2 separate regions of the Mus musculus genome follow, and region 2 is linked to region 1. The links are chromatin contacts, called in public HiChIP or PLAC-seq maps. All regions are on one chromosome and are shown on one strand. Each heading gives the region's core, a stretch centred on a gene start, on an enhancer-like site or on the middle of the called end of the contact. The rest is flanking DNA. Distances are from core to core; before and after follow the strand shown. Region 1 overlaps Gm1604a (predicted gene 1604A). Region 2 overlaps Gm33799 (a long non-coding RNA gene).

Evidence for each region. HiChIP or PLAC-seq counts read pairs in DNA pulled down with a chosen protein or histone mark.
Region 2: a contact with region 1 is called in an H3K27ac HiChIP or PLAC-seq map of microglia, with 5 times the contacts expected there. The contact joins two enhancer-like sites. A contact is called at or near these places in 2 of 115 datasets of contacts at active chromatin or transcription factors (large pre-B cells and microglia) and 1 of 9 other capture datasets (liver).

What each region holds. Positions count from the first base shown.
Region 1 is chr17:7,937,068-7,941,077 of GRCm38.p6, forward strand. The region is part of intron 4 of Gm1604a (predicted gene 1604A); the gene reads right to left. Among named protein-coding and RNA genes, the nearest start is that of Rsph3a, 6.5 kb to the right of the region's middle. Within about 2 kb of position 2,479, at least 101 of the 459 cell types and tissues checked have an H3K27ac peak or open chromatin away from gene starts, as enhancers often do. A contact at or near this core is called in microglia, where this site is marked.
Region 2 is chr17:8,262,860-8,267,010 of GRCm38.p6, forward strand. The region is part of intron 4 of Gm33799 (a long non-coding RNA gene); the gene reads right to left. Among named protein-coding and RNA genes, the nearest start is that of Gm33799, 7.6 kb to the right of the region's middle. Within about 2 kb of position 1,977, at least 2 of the 459 cell types and tissues checked have an H3K27ac peak or open chromatin away from gene starts, as enhancers often do. A contact at or near this core is called in microglia, where this site is marked.

The sequences.
Region 1 (4,010 bases), core at 1,229-3,728:
AACCAAAAAAAAAGAAAAAAAAATTTTTTTTTCCTCCTATAAAGAGGGGATGGGCAGGAGGGTGACACACAATGTACTGTAATTATTTTCAAAAGCACACACTGTCCCTGACCCTAGGACTTAAATAAATTGAAGCTGACCTAGATATGTTGGCTTAGGGAAATTTACCAAAATTGGGAATGTTTGCTAGAGGCAAGAACAATTGCTTAAAGCTTAAGCCCAGTAAGAGCATGGCACGATGGCAAGTCCTGCAGTAGTTGGGGTCAGCAGCTAGGTCTGGCAACATTAATGTACCAAGCAATGGCTGATGGCCACAGTGCTTGGAAACGCTGGGCATGGGAATGTCTAATACTGCTTATATTAATGCACACTTCAAAGAATAACTAGGGGGCTGGAGAGATGGCTCAGTGGTTAAGAGCACTGACTGCTCTTCCAGAGATCCTGAGTTCAAATCCCAGCAACCCCGTGGTGGCTCACAACCACCTATAAAGAGATATGATACCCTCTTCTGGTGTGTCTAAAGACAGCTACAGTGTACTTATATATAATTACATAATTCTTTTAAAAATGTAAAAAAAAATTAGATAAACGCCTGGTTATAATCTTGTTGGGAGAGCTGCCAGTGCGTGCTTTCCTCCTATCCACCACGCATGAAGCCACATTGGATAGGATCTCAGGTAGCTGAAGGTTCTTCATTAATTGAATTCTGTGGTTTTAACTCCTCTTCTGCAAAAGGAGCAAGAGTGAGGAGGCCAGCGTGTACACAGCTCGCTAGAGAAGACAGTGAATCACTCAGCAATATCTTGAGTATAGGCTGAGACACTGTACTTTCTCTGCTACAGAATACAGGCTTGATATGGGGACCAGAGAGATGGCTCAGCGTGTAGAGATACTTATTGCACAAGCATGAGAACCCAAGATCAGACCTAGCGCTCCCATTAAAAGGTGGGTGTGGCTATGTGTGCCTGTGACCCCAGATCTATGGAAAGCACTGAGAGGAGGTCTGCTGGGGCTTTCTAGCTACTATAAGGGATTGCTTGGGTTTGCTTTCTGGGTTTGTGTTACTCACTACAATGCAATAAACTCATGTAAAGACCACATCTCATATATCTCCAATCTCAAATCAAGAAGAATTGAAGACAGGGAAAATGACAGGAAAGGGCCATGCTTAAGGAAACAGGGGGATGGAGGCTTAGAGAGACTCCAACCCACAGGAGGGAACAGAGGCAAGGCTCAGCTCATAGTGCTGACAGTCAAACTGTGGGAAGCACAGACACTTTGTAGACAGTCTAAGAGGAATGGCTGTCTGAGGAAATAAAACACCGCAACAGTGTCTCACAGTGCATAGAAGATTTAATGTAGCATGTGAAATAGAAAATTCAGAGTTCTAGAATAAATAGGAATAAGCTTCTTCCATAACCTCAGAATAAAACAGGCCTTTACAACATGATTTAAAAATCTAAAGACACAGGACATAAGTTAAAACCTAAAAATCAACAGTATTGGTAAAACACAGTAAACCAAATAAAAATGAATGAAGCCCTCTTTTAGCCATTTAAGATTTCTCTCAGTAATTTTCTGTGGTTTTCCATGTCCAGAAATATTTATTATCAAATTCATTCACAAATTTCTTTCATCTCCAGGAGTGACACGACATTTTAGAAGTTTTCTCTCTCCTGTGGGTATGAGTAGTCTGACATCAATCCCCATAAATCACACTTGAAACCATTTTAGAAATGATCTGTCTAAGATTCCAGGTAATAGAAGGAATCTCTACACGCAAGCCATCGCCTGTGATGATCCTTAGGCAAGAACAGTTGGATTTAGTTATAGCAGCACAGACGTTTGAGAGGGGATCTCTCTAGAGTAAGATGCACAATTTTACAATTTACAGGGGTGTTTTTGCTACTACAGTCTGCTATAATTTTTGTTGACTAGACAAATGATCCCAATCTTTAAAAGTCCCAAAGGAACAGATTTCAGCTGTATAAACCTCAGGGGGCTGAGGCCTGAGGCTGAGGAAGTTTACTGTCTGTTAAAGATTTCGGCACCCAAGTCTTAGGAAGAACACAATTCGAGTGCCATACCATATTATTTCCAACCACAATGAAAATCCCATAACATTGCGCTTCAGTACTCAGATCAAACCAACCTGCATCAGTGAAACGATCAGGAGCCAGCCTATCCCCTAACAGTACAGGCCCTCCTGTGCCTGTTTCCCAAGAGAAGGGGCAATGTGCTGGGCTGGATTCTGATTCTATGCTCCTTCTGTAGTAAGTCTGTTCTGTTTTACAAATCTGAAATGTTTTTAAAACCACAAAATAATCCAATCAAGAAAGCAGATATTAAGACAAAGAAACTCATGGCTTTAAATTAAAATTTTGCAAATCTAAAAGTACTTTTAATTCCTCCAGCCCACACATCCTGTGTTTTTAAAACCACGGCGCATAGTTTAGGGGAAGATGAAAACTGGTGAATGAAATCACAGAATCAGACGCTTTAGCATAACCTACCAATTTAAAAATATCTATATATGCACTCAGGTCTCAGATCCTTTGGCAAAAATAACTCTCATTTTCAAGAATAGAAAGTGTTAGGGGGTTTTATATCTTCTTACAAGAAATTTCCATCCACTGAATGTGAATTTTACCTTTCACTCAAATACACAACATGTTTTGATACTGAAAACTTCCCAAGAAGACGGGCGCGACTCTGCACACTCTGAGTCATGGTTTTACTCTGACTGGTGAGCGCGTGCTCCCCCTGGCTCTTACTCAAGAGAATCACCACAGCCCTTAGATCAAAAGGAAATGATCAGAGCATCCTGTCTGGCTCTCAGTCCTGTAGGAAATTGAAAAGCAGGTCTATCGTTCTGAGTATCACCACCAGATTCAAGGAACCTCTGGCACACCACGGTCAGCCTGAGAGCCAGGCTCCTGTGGGCCAGAACCAAGTTCAAAGGACCCGATGTTTACATGATTCTGGAGTTTTTCTATAGGAAAAAGAAACGCTTGCAAATACAAATTAAATCACAAACGCAGATGCTTATCCAGGATGAAAAGCACATTATGAATTATAAACTGAAGAAGACTAGAAAAATTCACAAAAATTTCCACTTAAATAGAATACATTTTTATCAACTTCCCAATACATTTCTCTGTGTGTTAACTAAAGACTATTTAAGTACTTTCTTCCTAAGAAGAAATATATAAGATACACCTTTTAATATATATGTATATACATGTATATATCAATATATCATATATTAAAATATATACATGTATCTATTATATTCTTTAATGTTTCCTGTAGAAGAGGACAGAAGTTTTCTTTGAGTGTGGTTAGTACTGGGATGCCTTTCAACATTTCAAGTTTAGAGGGATTTACTGGCTTTAGCTTTTGAAGTTGATAGTAGCATGGAGATGTTTAAGATCATCAGTGTGGAAAAATCTGTCACATATTTTCATACACGAGCTTGAAAATGTAGGAAGCTTTCCACAGACCACATTCTCTTGCTTGTCTGCCTGTCATGTCTTTGGCCCTCTCTAAACACCAACTTTCTCTCTACTCCAATCTTTCTGTGGAACTGGTCATTCACAGCTATAACCTACCAACATGACAGTGGCCATCAATTTCAGAAGTAGCATATCCAGAACAGAACTCTGGGCATCTCATCCCTCTGACAGCAAGCATCTCAGTGAACTGTGTGTACGTTTTTATTTCGCTTGAGTTGGAAGCATGGCGACCTTCCTGTGTCTGTCTAGTCCTTGCCCCCATATACAATGCTTTACTAAGTGTTCCAGTTTCATTCTGCTGCAGTGACAAATACAACTCATGACCAAAAGCAACTCAGGGAAGGAAAGGATTTATTTCATCTTATAGGTTGATCCATTGTTGAGGGAAGTCAGAGCAGGAAAACAAGCAGGAACGTAAAGCAGAAACCATAGAGGAATGCTGCTTGCTGGCTTGGTTATAGACCCATGCTTAGAGATACAGCCCAGGACCCCCTG
Region 2 (4,151 bases), core at 727-3,226, 330 kb after region 1:
ATCTCTGGAACACAGCTTCTTTGTGCTCTCAGAAGCACTTCCCAGAAGATGTCACCTCAATGATGCTGGCCTCTTCTTCATCACCTCTAATTTCTTAGCTCCAGCTAACCAGCATCAATAGTCCCACTAATGCAAAAGTTTCACTTTAGTAGTTCTGGTATCTTGTTAATCACAGCTGATTCTTCAGCCCCAGCTAACCAGAACCAGAGAATCTTCCCAATCAAAATAGCAATGGCCCTGAAAAGAGTCTTTAATTTTCCCTCTGAAATTTCACAAGCCAGACCTCCATCTTCTACACTGTTCTCAACATTATCTTCCAAGCTCCTACACAACATCTGACAGAGCTCTTAAATGAATGGATCTTCAAGCCCAAAGTTCCAAAGTCCTTCCAAGTCCTCCCCAAAACATGGTCAGATTGTCACAGGAATACCCAACTCCTGGTACCAATTTGTCTTAGTCAGGTTTTCTATTCCTGCACAAACATCATGACCAAGAAGCACTTGGGGAGGAAAGGGTTTATTCAGCTTACTCTTCCACATTGCTGTTCATCACCAAAGGAAGTCAGGACTGGAACTCAAACAGGTCAGGAAGCAGGAGCTGATGCAGAGGCCATGGAGGGATGTTCTTTACTGGCTTGCTTCCCCTGGCTTGCTCAACCTGCTCTCTTATAGAACCAAGACTACCAGCCCAGAGATGGCACCACCCACAAGGGGACCTTCCCCCTCCACCCCCCCACCCCCCAACCCCCCTCGTGATCACTAATTGAGAAAATGCCTTACAGCTGGATCTCATGAAGGCATTTCCCCTACTGAAGTTCCTTTCTTTGTGATAACTCCCAGCCTGTGTCAAGTTGACACACAAAACCAGCCAGTACACCCAAGGCAATGCCCAAGGCAATGCTCCCTCCTGAGGCTGAGGCAGTTGACCGGTGCTCCCACCTGAGGCCTTTCTCTCCGTGGATGTGCACTGTGCTTCTTGTCCCCTCTGTGGGCTTTTTGTTGTTGTTGTTGTTGTAAGATTTATTTATTTTATGTATGTGAGTCCACTGTCACAGTCTTCAGACACACCAGAAGAGGGCACCAGATTCCATTACAGATGGTTGTGAGCTATAATGTGGTTCAGGGAATTGAACTCCAGACCTCTCAGACCTATCTCTCAGCCCTTCTGTGGGCATTTTTGTAGCATGATAAACCCTGCTGGAAATGGCCTGTCTTCTAGACAGTCTCAAGGAGTCAATGTCTTCCACGCCCTTTGCTGCTTGCTGGGTTTCCCTCTCCCAGACAGCCTGGCTCAGGACAGGACTGGTTATAGGAACTAGAGTCTACTTTCAACAAGTTTTAATCGCTTGTGATAGTTTCCCAATATAACGTACATTACAGCAGCAAGCTTGACCCTGTGGCTCTGTCCTTGGTCATCCTAGGAACACACATGTTCATGTTTCCTGCAGAAACTCACAGGAGTTTAACTCACAGGCATATAAGGTTCCACCTCAGACAACACAGGTACACCATGCATATACCTGACTGTTTGCCTTCATAAAATCCTGGATGTTCTGATTTCTGGAATATAGAGGGATCCAAAAAGATCTATAATGGTACAGCTGTTAACTCCACCATGTCTCTCTCTCTCTCTCTCTCTCTCTCTCTCTCTCTCTCTCCCTCTGTCCTTATCTGTCCCTCCCTCCCTCCCTCCCTCCTTCCCTCCCTCCATCCTTCCCTCCCTCTCTCCCTCCCTTAGTAGGAGGAACCTGGAAGCTTCCAGGCTATAGGAACGGAAATTTGAACTCAATCTGGGTGCCAGAGCCCAAATGCAGACAGGACAGACTACCGTCCCTGACTGGTAGCTATACACGTTCTAAGTGGGACTTTGGTGTTTTCAGGAATATGAAGTGGCCTTCTTGGACTTCTTTGGTGGATCTCTTTCTGGAACTTGACTAAGCCTCACGAGTTCTGTGCGTTTGCAATTTTACAATCTGCCACTAGAGAGCGATAAGTGTTTGCCTGCTCAGACCTGCTGGTATTTCTAGCCTTCCAGAGCCTTTAAGAGCTCTCATATGCAGGGATCCATCCCATAAACAGCTTCCAAATGCTGACACCATTGCATACACTAGCAAGATTTCGCTGAAAGGACCCAGATATAGCTCTCTCTTGTGAGACTATGCCGGGGCCTAGCAAACACAGAAGTGGATGATCACAGTCAGCTGTTGGATGGGTCACACGGCCCCCAATGGAGGAGCTAGAGAAATTACCCAAGGAGCTAAAGGGAACTAACTGCAACCCTATAGGTGGAACAACAATATGAACTAACCAGTACCCGGGAGCTCTTGTCTTTAGCTGCATATGTATCAAAAGATGGCCTAGTCGACCATCACTGCAAAGAGCGGCCCATTGGACTTGCAAACTTTATATGCCCCAGTACAAGGGAACGCCAGGGCCAAAAAGGGGGAGTGGGTGGGTAGGGCATTGGGGGGGGGTGGGTATGGGGGACCTTTGGGATAGCATTGAAAATGTAAACGAGGAAAATACCTAATTAAAAAAAAATTAGTTCCACGTAGGGGAATGAGGCGGGAGTGGGTGAGTGGGTGGAGGAGCAACCTCATAGAGGGAAAGGGGAGGGGGAAAAGGGGAAATAGGATGGGAGGTTTGTGGAGAGGAAACTGGGAAGGGGGATATCATTTGAAATGTAAATGAATAAAATGATTAATAAAAAAAGTCAGTTTCACATGAAAAAAAAAAAGAATTGGCAGTCAGTGGAAGCATGAAGAATCAGTCAGTATACTGTGAGAAGTTCTTAGGTGCTTTTCTCTCCATGAAGTGAAGACCAGCTAAGACCAGAGAAGTTGCAAGGCATTGCAATGCAAGAGCATCCTTCAAGGACTAGAAAGATGGGTCAGTGGTTAAGAACATTGACTGTTCTTCCAGACAATCTGGGTTTAACTCCCAGGACCCACATGACAGCTTACAATTATCTATAATTCCAGTTCCAGGAGATATGATGCCCTCACACAGACATATATGCAGGCAAAACACCAATACATATGAAATAAAAATAAAGTATTTAAAAAAAAAAAAAGAGCTCTCTCAGAAGGGCACTGTGCCAGACAGAGCCCCTAGGGGACACTGCCGCCAGCTTTTGCTTCTGGTTCCTTCTGCAGCCTGGACAGGCGACTGCTAGCCCTGAGTTCTGAGCAGAACATGGGGTTTGTTCTCTGATGGTCCACACTGGCAAAAGCTGAAAATCACAAATGTCACGATAGACCTGCACAGGTTAAAAGCATTGAGATGATCAGTGTGTGGCTTCGTTGGAACCCAAGGTGTTAACGCTGGTTGTCCCTCCAGTGGGAGGGCTTAGAGGCCTCCTTACCTAGTGAGCTGCTATGTAAGGACTTCAGGGAAGTTTGGGAGGTGAGTTGTTTTTGTTTTGTTTTGTTTCTTGTTTTTTGTTGTTGAAACAGGGTCTCCACTGAGTAACTCGGGCTAGCTTGAACCTCTGCCTCAGGTTCCTGAGCCCTAAATTAGAGGCATTTGCCAAGCCCTGTAATAAATACATTTACTTTTAAAAACAAACAAAAGAGTATTTTTAAGTGTGTGTGTCACACGCTTGTGTCAAGGTCAACCAATTCTCCTTCAGCCTTGTTTTTGAGGCAGGATCTATCTTGTTTCTGCTGCAGTTCCGAGTATGTGATTCTGGCGGATTCTTCTGTCTCCACCTTCCACCTTGGTAGGCATGCCAGGATTTCTAATGGGTGCTGCCACATAGAGATTTTTATGCGGGTTCCAAGGATCACACCAGGTCATCAGGCTTGCTGGTGGGCATCTTGACTGCTGTGCCATCTCCTCTCCCTGGTATAACACTACCCCCACCAAGGTCTGATCATTAATTTGTTACTCTTTTTGTTTTTTGAGGCAGGGTTTCTGTGCACCACCACTGCCAGGTTGCGACTCAGGACCTCTGAACCACCCGCCTTATTTGTTACTCTTAAAGTTCTGACTTAGACTGGACTCAGAAGTAGAAGCTCTCTCGGCGAAGACAGCCTACATCTCTTGGCAATCTGTTCATGGCATTTTCTTTGGCTTCCCTCAGTATCTTGGCCAAAAGTTTAGCATACCCACAGCCACTTAATGCATTGTTTCTTCAGATCAATACGCTGG